Regions from separate parts of the Mus musculus genome. Here region 2 is linked to region 1. A link is a contact called in public HiChIP or PLAC-seq data. All regions are on one chromosome and are shown on one strand. The core of a region is the stretch at or near the end of the contact, and the rest is flanking DNA. Distances in the headings are between cores, read along the strand shown. Region 1 overlaps Smpdl3b (sphingomyelin phosphodiesterase, acid-like 3B). Region 2 has its middle 8.7 kb from the start of Wdtc1.

The links. HiChIP or PLAC-seq counts read pairs in DNA pulled down with a chosen protein or histone mark.
Region 2: an H3K27ac HiChIP or PLAC-seq map of embryonic stem cells shows a contact between it and region 1, with 3 times the contacts expected there. The contact joins two enhancer-like sites. A contact is called at or near these places in 2 of 39 promoter capture datasets (liver and pre-B cells), 2 of 115 datasets of contacts at active chromatin or transcription factors (embryonic stem cells and pancreatic cancer cells) and 1 of 9 other capture datasets (liver).

The regions. Positions count from the first base shown.
Region 1 is chr4:132,745,711-132,749,839 of GRCm38.p6, reverse strand. Smpdl3b (sphingomyelin phosphodiesterase, acid-like 3B) reads left to right here. Exons shown (of 8, transcript NM_133888.2): 2 at 3,149-3,362. Among named protein-coding and RNA genes, the nearest start is that of Smpdl3b, 9.4 kb to the left of the region's middle. Within about 2 kb of position 2,014, at least 202 of the 459 cell types and tissues checked have an H3K27ac peak or open chromatin away from gene starts, as enhancers often do. A contact at or near this core is called in embryonic stem cells and pancreatic cancer cells, where this site is marked.
Region 2 is chr4:133,345,974-133,350,036 of GRCm38.p6, reverse strand. It overlaps a transcript of Wdtc1 not described here. Among named protein-coding and RNA genes, the nearest start is that of Wdtc1, 8.7 kb to the right of the region's middle. Within about 2 kb of position 2,251, at least 47 of the 459 cell types and tissues checked have an H3K27ac peak or open chromatin away from gene starts, as enhancers often do. A contact at or near this core is called in embryonic stem cells and pancreatic cancer cells, where this site is marked.

The DNA of each region.
Region 1 (4,129 bases), core at 765-3,264:
CATCTTAACAGCCAGTTTCCTGGGATCAAAGAATTACAATAGTCCCATTTGCCACCTCTGAGTCAGGGAGGTTGACTTATCTCTCAAATCAGCATAAGAATCCTTACTTTAATCCCTGCACTAAGAGGCAGAGGCAGGCGAATTTCTGAGTTCAAGGCCAGCCTGGTCTACAGAGTGAGTTCCAGGACAGCCAGGACTGCACAGAGAAACTCTGTCTCGAAACAAAAAACAAAAAAACGAAAACAAAAACAAAAAAAAAGAAAGAAAGAAAAAAGAAAAAGAAAAACAACAATAACAAAAAAATCCTTACTTCAGGCAGTGGTGGTGCATGCCTTTAATTCTGGCATTCTAGAGGCAAGGGCAGGCAGATCTCTGAGTTCAAGGTCACCCTGGGCTACAGAGTGTGTTCCAGGACAGCCAGAGCTCCATAGGAAAGCCCTGTCTTAAAACCCCACTCACCCTCTAACCTCTTCAAAAAAAAAAAAAAAAAAAAAGAGTCTTTACTTCAACTGCTTAGTGGTGGCACACACCTTTCGTACTTGGAAGGCCGAATGGGGGAAGGTTCACCTGAACTCGTGCCATCTGTCTGAGCACTGTAATATGATTTTTCTCAAAACAAGGCAATGCGGGGAGGGCTAGGAATATGTTCAGTAGTAGAGCATGCAGGACGCCCTGAGTTTGATTTACAGCAACACACACACACACACACACACACACACACACACACACACCCAACTCACACATACACACACCACACACACCAGACACACACACCCACCACACCCAACATACCACACACACACACCCAACTCAGAGGTGTTGGGGCCTCTGGATGTAGTTTCACTTTGACTAGTTACTGACAACTGGTATGGCCTCACCACTAGCCAGGACTTTCTGGAATGAAGAAATGTTCACTGTGGCTGACATCAGAGAGACCAAGTGGTTGGTGCTTGTGGTTAACTGAAAAAGATCATCCTTGAGGCAGGGCAATGCCTCTGCCCGGGTCCTCCGAGGACACCAGACGGAAGTTGGTAACATTAGGCTGGTTGCATTAGGCTGGCCAGCTTGGCCTAACGCATGGCCAGAGGCACGAGCTAGCAGATGCCATGGCACTTGGAAGGTACACTAACCCATCCACTTGCTGAATAGAATGAGGCATTTAATCCCTTTACCCTGGCTTAGGGTTTTGCTCCTGTAGGAATTATTTCAAATATATTAGGGGTTGAAATCTGTATGGAAAGGTTAAATCCCTTCCTATTATAAATAAAAATTTCGGGCTGGTGAGATGGCTCAGTGGGTAAGAGCACCCGACTGCTCTTCCACAGGTCTGGAGTTCAAATCCCAGCAACCATATGGTGGCTCACAACCATCCACAACCATCCGTAACAAGATCTGACTCCCTCTTCTGGAGTGTCTGAAGACAGCTACAGTGTACTTACATATAATAAATAAATAAATAAATCTTTAAATAAATCTTTAAATAAATAAATAAATAAATAAAATTTTCATTTGGGTAAAAAATTCAAAATGTAAGCTCACACTGTCAACTGAGACACCCATCTAAGACAGTAGGGTACTGGGCTCACCAGACAGCAATCACATCTCCTTAGAGAGTCTGAGCCATAGGACCGGACCCACTGGCCACGTGATCTCAGGCCTGGTGACCTCTGAACTTTGCTTCCTTATCAGGAAAGTGGACCTTAGTAATCCAAGCTTCCCAGGGCTGTGGGCAGGGCAGCGGTACTGCGTACGGGAGGGGTAATGATTTGCTTAATCAGACATTCATACCTTAGTGTAAGCAAGTTTTAGGTCCTTTCCACAAATCAGGCATAGGTCAGGAAAGGCAGGCAAGGTCTTTTTCTTTCCCTAAGCTCCTAAGAGCACCTGTGAAGAGAAGTTTAGGACTGACAGGAGCCAGGGCCTGTTTTGGTTTCACATTCAAGTTCTGGTCCCAGCCTTAGACTCGGCTTCCTGTAGGGAAGGAAGCAGGCTTCATTCACAGTTTGAGGAAGTGGAGGAGGAAGTTACATAGGCGGTGGCTGGTGAGGTAATTCCCCCGGCTTCTCCCAACACCAGCCCAGAACACTGGATCGAGGGCAGAGGCTACACCTACTTTCAATATGCAGTCTGCAGTCATGGAGAGCTGGGTGTGCTGGTGTGCACCAGTAGGCCTAGCACTTGGGAGACTGACGTAGGAGGATCTTGGGTTCAAAGCCAGTTCTGTCTCAGAGAGAGACAGACAGACAGACAGAGACAGAGAGAGACTGGTTATGCAGCTCCGTGCTCCACCTTGCTGGCTTCTATTTCCTTTCTCTGTGTTACATTAGATTCCCTTGGTTTGGAGCAAAATCCTGTCAAACACTATAACAAACTTGCCTCCCACAGTGCATGCTGACGTCCTGTCGTGGTGAGCACACCCATGTGAGGAGCACCGTCCCATGGGATAGTCCATCATCCTCTGTTGTGCTCCCCTCTCATTCCCACACAGACTCCCCAGGGTTTCAAGGTCTCCCAACTCATTTGTGTGTAAGCCTTCTCCCCCAGGTCCAATTTTGGTTTTTTTTTTTTTTTTTTTTTTTTTTTGCTCATATCTCACTGAGGTATGCAGGGTCTGGACCTAGCCATAGGCTCTCTGAGTGACTGAACTTGCCCAAGGCCATCCAGCTCCTTGGTGGATCCCGAGTCTGACTGTTCAAACCTATACACTTTTCTCACCTTAATTTGCAAACCAGCACCTGGTTCAGCACTTTGAGGGTCATATGACCCCGTCTCTTATGCACCTTCTGTCAGTACAGGGATGGCAATGGTAAGAACCTTCAACAGGAAGTCACTGGCGGGGGCTGGAGAGACAGTGGTTAAGAGCACCGACTGTATTTCCGCGAAGGTCCTCAGTTCAAATCCCAGCAACCACATGGAGGCTTACAACCATCTGTAATGACATCTGATGCCCTCTACTGGTGTGTCTGAAGACAGCTACAGTGTACTTACATATAAAAAATAAATAAATCTTTAAAAAAAAAAAGAAGTCACTGGCTGAACAGAGCTGGTCCGTAGAACTTTTTCTGGAAACCTGGTGTCCAGAGGAGCCTGTGTTTATCTCAGGGCCGCTTCCTCATCCAGTATTGAGGGAGGTTCTCTTTCCCCACAGGGAGGTTCTGGCACATCTCCGACCTGCATCTGGACCCCAACTACACCGTATCCAAAGACCCCCTCCAGGTGTGCCCGTCGGCCGGCTCCCAGCCTGTGCTAAATGCTGGCCCCTGGGGGGACTACCTCTGCGATTCTCCTTGGGCCCTTATCAACTCGTCCTTGTATGCCATGAAGGAGATTGAACCAAAGCCTGACTTCATTCTCTGGACAGGGTAAGAGCAGTCGGATTTCACCTGTGAGCCGGGCCCCTCACCTCCTCTGTCTCTTTTAATCTTCATCTCAGGTGAATATGCAGGATGTAGAGAACTTGGCCAATCAGCCTGGCACTTGCTCAGTCCTGGGGTAGACACTGGGGAACTGAGATGGTAGAGACAGGGACTGGCCCTCAGAGGGCCTTAGACTTCCAGAGGATCCAGGTGAGCCCAGGGTCCATACTTTTCCAGCCAGCAGGGAGCCACCTGTGGGGGTATGCAAATTGCACAAGGAACCTGATCCACATAGCAGCATAGGAAAGGACTTCCTACAGGATGTGGTGACCCAGGTGTGAGGACCAGGTTCAAGGACAGTTCCAGGTGCTCCCTCTGCCAGTCTCAGTGGATGATTCTAGGAGCTGGGATGAACCCATGACGTTCTTGACTGTCCCTCATTATGAGATGGGAGTGATCATGCCATGGGCTCCATGCAGGAGGAGTGGAAAGGCTAACCCCCTTAAGGAATATGGCAATGTGTCAGGAGGACCTGGTCAGTCCTCAGTTTCTTTGTTTTGGTGGCAGGTACTGGGGTGGGGCTCTGTTTCCAGACAGGGTCTCTCTGTGTCGTCCTGGCTTCCCTAAAACTCACTTTGTAGACCAGGCTGGCCTTGAACTTAGAGATCTGCCTGCCTCTGCCTCTGCCTCTGGAGTGCTGGGACTAAAGTCATGTGCCACCACTGCCCAGCCATTTCTCAGTTTCTTGGGCCCAGAAATCAATAGACTCCTTT
Region 2 (4,063 bases), core at 1,002-3,501, 600 kb before region 1:
CCCATCATTGTAAGGTTCACCCTCTAAGGTTCTTCATGCCTGGTAAAATGTCCAGATTTGAGTCTCAAAGAGAGTATTTATTCTCTGTATATGGAAAGCATTTGCAATAGAAGCCAACAGGCAAGTTCCAATGAACTCCTTTTTGCTTTATGAAGGGTTCCCAGTTGGCAATTAATCAATAAATATGATATCCATAGTTAGGACATCATCTGGTTCAAGATTGGTCAGGGTTGCATGCACAGAGATGAGCTTAAAGCTGCTCTTTGTTTCTGTCCCTACTGGAAATGAGCCGTCTCTCTGGTAACCCTGTAGAGGGATTTAAAAAAAAACAAATGTAAATATGATATGTGATTTCTCTAGTGTGCCAACCTATCAGTTAGAAGCTGTATCTGAGTTTTGTCCCTGAGGGGTGGGTGGGATCAAAGGTGTGTGCTACAGTCACCCTGCCCAAATATTTTATCTTTAGTTCCAAGTCATTCCAGTTTTTAGAGATTTAGAAAGCATAGTTTGAGGGGCTGGAGAGATGGCACAGTGGTTAAGAGCCACTGGTTGCTCTTCCAAAGGACCCAGGTTCAGTTCCCAGCACCCACGTGGCAGCTCACAACCCTTTGCAACCTCAGCTCTTGACCCGTTCACACCGATGCACATAAAATAAAATATTTTTAAAAATCATGTTTGAGCTGCAGGAACTCTTGTAATTTCCTTAAAACATTTTAAATTGGGGTTGGGGATTTAGCTCAGTGGTATAGCGCTTGCCTGGCAGGCACAAGGCCCTGGGTTCAGTTCTCATCTCTGAAAAAAAAATTTTTTTTAAAGTCTCTTAACTTTGTTTTTAATGCAAAGCAACAAAACTGTCCTTTTTATTTAAAAATAAAACTCAAAAGCTTGATGTCCGACATGACATGTGCCCCGTGGCCATCTCCCGTCTAACATTCTAGCATGGAATTAAAACACACAGTTGAAGAAAACCCATTTTGCCGGGCAGTGGTGGCACACACCTTTAATCCCAGAACTTGGGAGGCAGAGGCAGAGGCAGAGGCAGGAGGATTTCTGAATCGAGGCCAGCATGGTCTACAGAGTGAGTTCCAGGACAGCCAGGGCTACACAGAGAAATTCTGTCTCGAAAAACCAAAAAAAAAATTTTTTTTAAACTCATTTTATTCATTTATATTTCAGATTTATATTTCACCATTGTCTGGCTTGAAGAAGTATCTTCTATTCCTAGTTTCTTCTAGAAATTTCTCATGATTGGGGTGTTGAACTTGATTAAAAGCCTTTTCTGCATCTATAAAAGGGTTCCATGTAGCCCAGGGTGGACTCTGCCTCCCAAGAGCTGGGATTAGAGATGTATACCATAATGCCTACTTTTCTCCTCTCACCTCCATCTCCTATTTTTTGTGATACATTTCCTGTAGCCCAGACAGGCATCAAACTTGCTGAGTAGCCAAGGGTGACCTTGAACTTCTGACCTCCCCCACCTCTACTTCCAACTGGTGGGGAAATGGACCTTTGGCATCAATCCTGGTTTATGCGGTGCTGGGGATGAACCCCTGGGTTTGTGCATGCTAGGCAAGTGTTCTACTAACTGGGCTGTGTTCCTAGAATCCCTGATCCGACCCCTTTTTAGAAGTATAGAGATAGTTTTTTTTTTAAGAGGTGATCTCATTACACAACTCTGTTTGGCCAAGGTTGTCTTAAATGCTAGCAGGTCTCTTGCTCAGCTCTAGTATAGGATTACAGGCATGCACAGTCATGCCTGGTAGTTTAGGGGATTTTTGAACAACTCATTTCGTATTTCATTTTTTTCTTAGTGAGCTTGACAAATGTGTGGATTCTGCTTGTTCTTTGGGCCGGCAGATGACCAGACACGGTGAGGTCACTTGACCCATGAGATATCAGTCTTTTTCTACCTCCCCAGCATATAACAGTAACCACTTTGAGACTTCTGGGACTGATGGCTACAGTGTAACTGTGGTAACTTTGTTGATCTTTTAGTTCTAGACTGTAACCGGTATGCCCCTCACTAGGTAGCAAGCTGAGACAGGGTGGGTCAAGAGCCCTCTAAGGCAGTAATGGCATCTAAGTGAGACCTTGACTCAAACTAAAAATAGAAATGATGGATTGGAGATGACTCAGCAATTAAGACCACATTACTGCTTTTTTTTTCCGGAAGACCTGAGGTCAGTTTCCCACACTCACATTGGGCGGCTCACAACAGCCTCTAACTCTAGCTCCTGGGGATCTGGTGCCATCTTCTGACCTCCGTGGGCATTTACCCACATGTGGCACACATAAACACAGGCACAAATATGAATGTAAATGAAATAAAACAAATCTTAAAATAATAATGAGACCAGAGAGACGGTTCTGTGGGTAAGAGCACTGGGGCTCTCTTCCAGAGAATCTATGTTCTATTCCCAGCACCACGTGTAGCATCATCAGCACTAGTACCAGTAGAAGCATCTGTAACTCTAATTGCAGGGGATTTGACACCCTTTTCTGGTCTCCTTTGGGCACCTCCACATAACATGTTACACAGACATAGATGCAGACAAAACACCCATATGCACAGAATGAAAACTAATTATGGCTAAGGGCATAGCTTAGTGGTAGAGCACTTGCTTGTACGTACAAAGCTGTGTGTTCAGTCTCTAGCATACACTCTCCCCACAAGACTCCCTACTTTCTAAGGCAACTTTGTTTGTGGTCACACACAGCCCTTTTAATCCTTATGTTTTGTTTTGTTTTTTGAGACACGGTTTTCTTTGTGTAGCCCTGGCTGTCCTGGGCTTCCCCCAGTAGACCAGGCTGGCCGCCAGCTCAGAGATCTGCCTGCCTCTACCTCCCCAGTGCTGGGATTAAAGGTGTGCACCACCACCAGCAGACGGTCCTTTCTTAAGCCAGAACAACTTCTGTGACCATACATGGTTTATAAAAATAAAGTGGAATTTTTTGCTTGTCACCCACATTGTGAGTTTTGCGGTGGCCAATGGCCAGGAAGAGATACCACTTCATCCTGCTGCAACAGATGGCCACCATGAAAAAAGAGCCTTCCGGTTTCCCTCCCTCTGCCCCTACCTCTCTGTGTTAAGTCACTCATTCCACCTGTCTATCCACCTCCTAATTATCTCCCAGATCTGCCCCTTTACCAGGGACTTTCCTTCTTTGCCTGTGTCACTGTGTTTGTCTTCCTGTCAGCTTTCCTGCCTTCAGTTTGGCCAATGCTGTTCAGTTTCTCCATAACGTAATTCAAGTGATTGGTCCGTGGCTCAAATGGCCGGAGACAGACTTCACGATCTTAGAGTGGCTTTTTAAGATCCTTCTCATCTGCCCACAGCCTCATTTTCAATCACACTCTGCCCTGCCTGGTTGGACTAGTTCCTCAAATGAACTCAAGGATATTTCTTCCCCTGCAAACCTTGCTTCTTCAGGTCACTCTGGTCTCAGCTTGGATACCACTTGGTTCAGGAAGTCCTCCCTTAGCGCTTCCACGTCACCAGGCTGACTTAAGAATCCTTAGTAGCTAGGCAGAGGCAGGTGGGAGTTCAAGGCCAGCCTTGTCTACAAGTGTGTTCTAGGACAGTCAGGGCTACACAGAGAAACCTTGTTTTGAAAAAATCCTAAGTAGGGACTGGAAAGATGGTTACATTTGGCACAATGGTTCATGCGTGGAATCCCAGTTCTTGAGAGGCTAAAGCAAGGGGACATGGAGGTCAGGCTGGGATACACAGTTACTTTCAGACCAGCCTGGGATGCAGAGTGACTCTATCTAAGAAATAAACTGGCTGCGGCAGCCAGGAGGTCATAGCCTGTGTGGTGCTGAAGAGCACAAGTCTAGGAAGATAAGTCTGACTTTCAAGATATTACACTTAGCTACTGCTCTATATCTGTATAACTATGGAATGGGTGTTGATGAAACTGAGACTCTAAGGGCAAAGCCGTTGAAGGTAGCATCACTCGAAGTGATGAAGGCGAAGCTTATGTTCCAATTCCAGTCATCTTGAGTCAGAGGCTGATGTCTTTTCATCCCCCAGATTTTCTTGAGTGGCTCCGGCTTTGACAT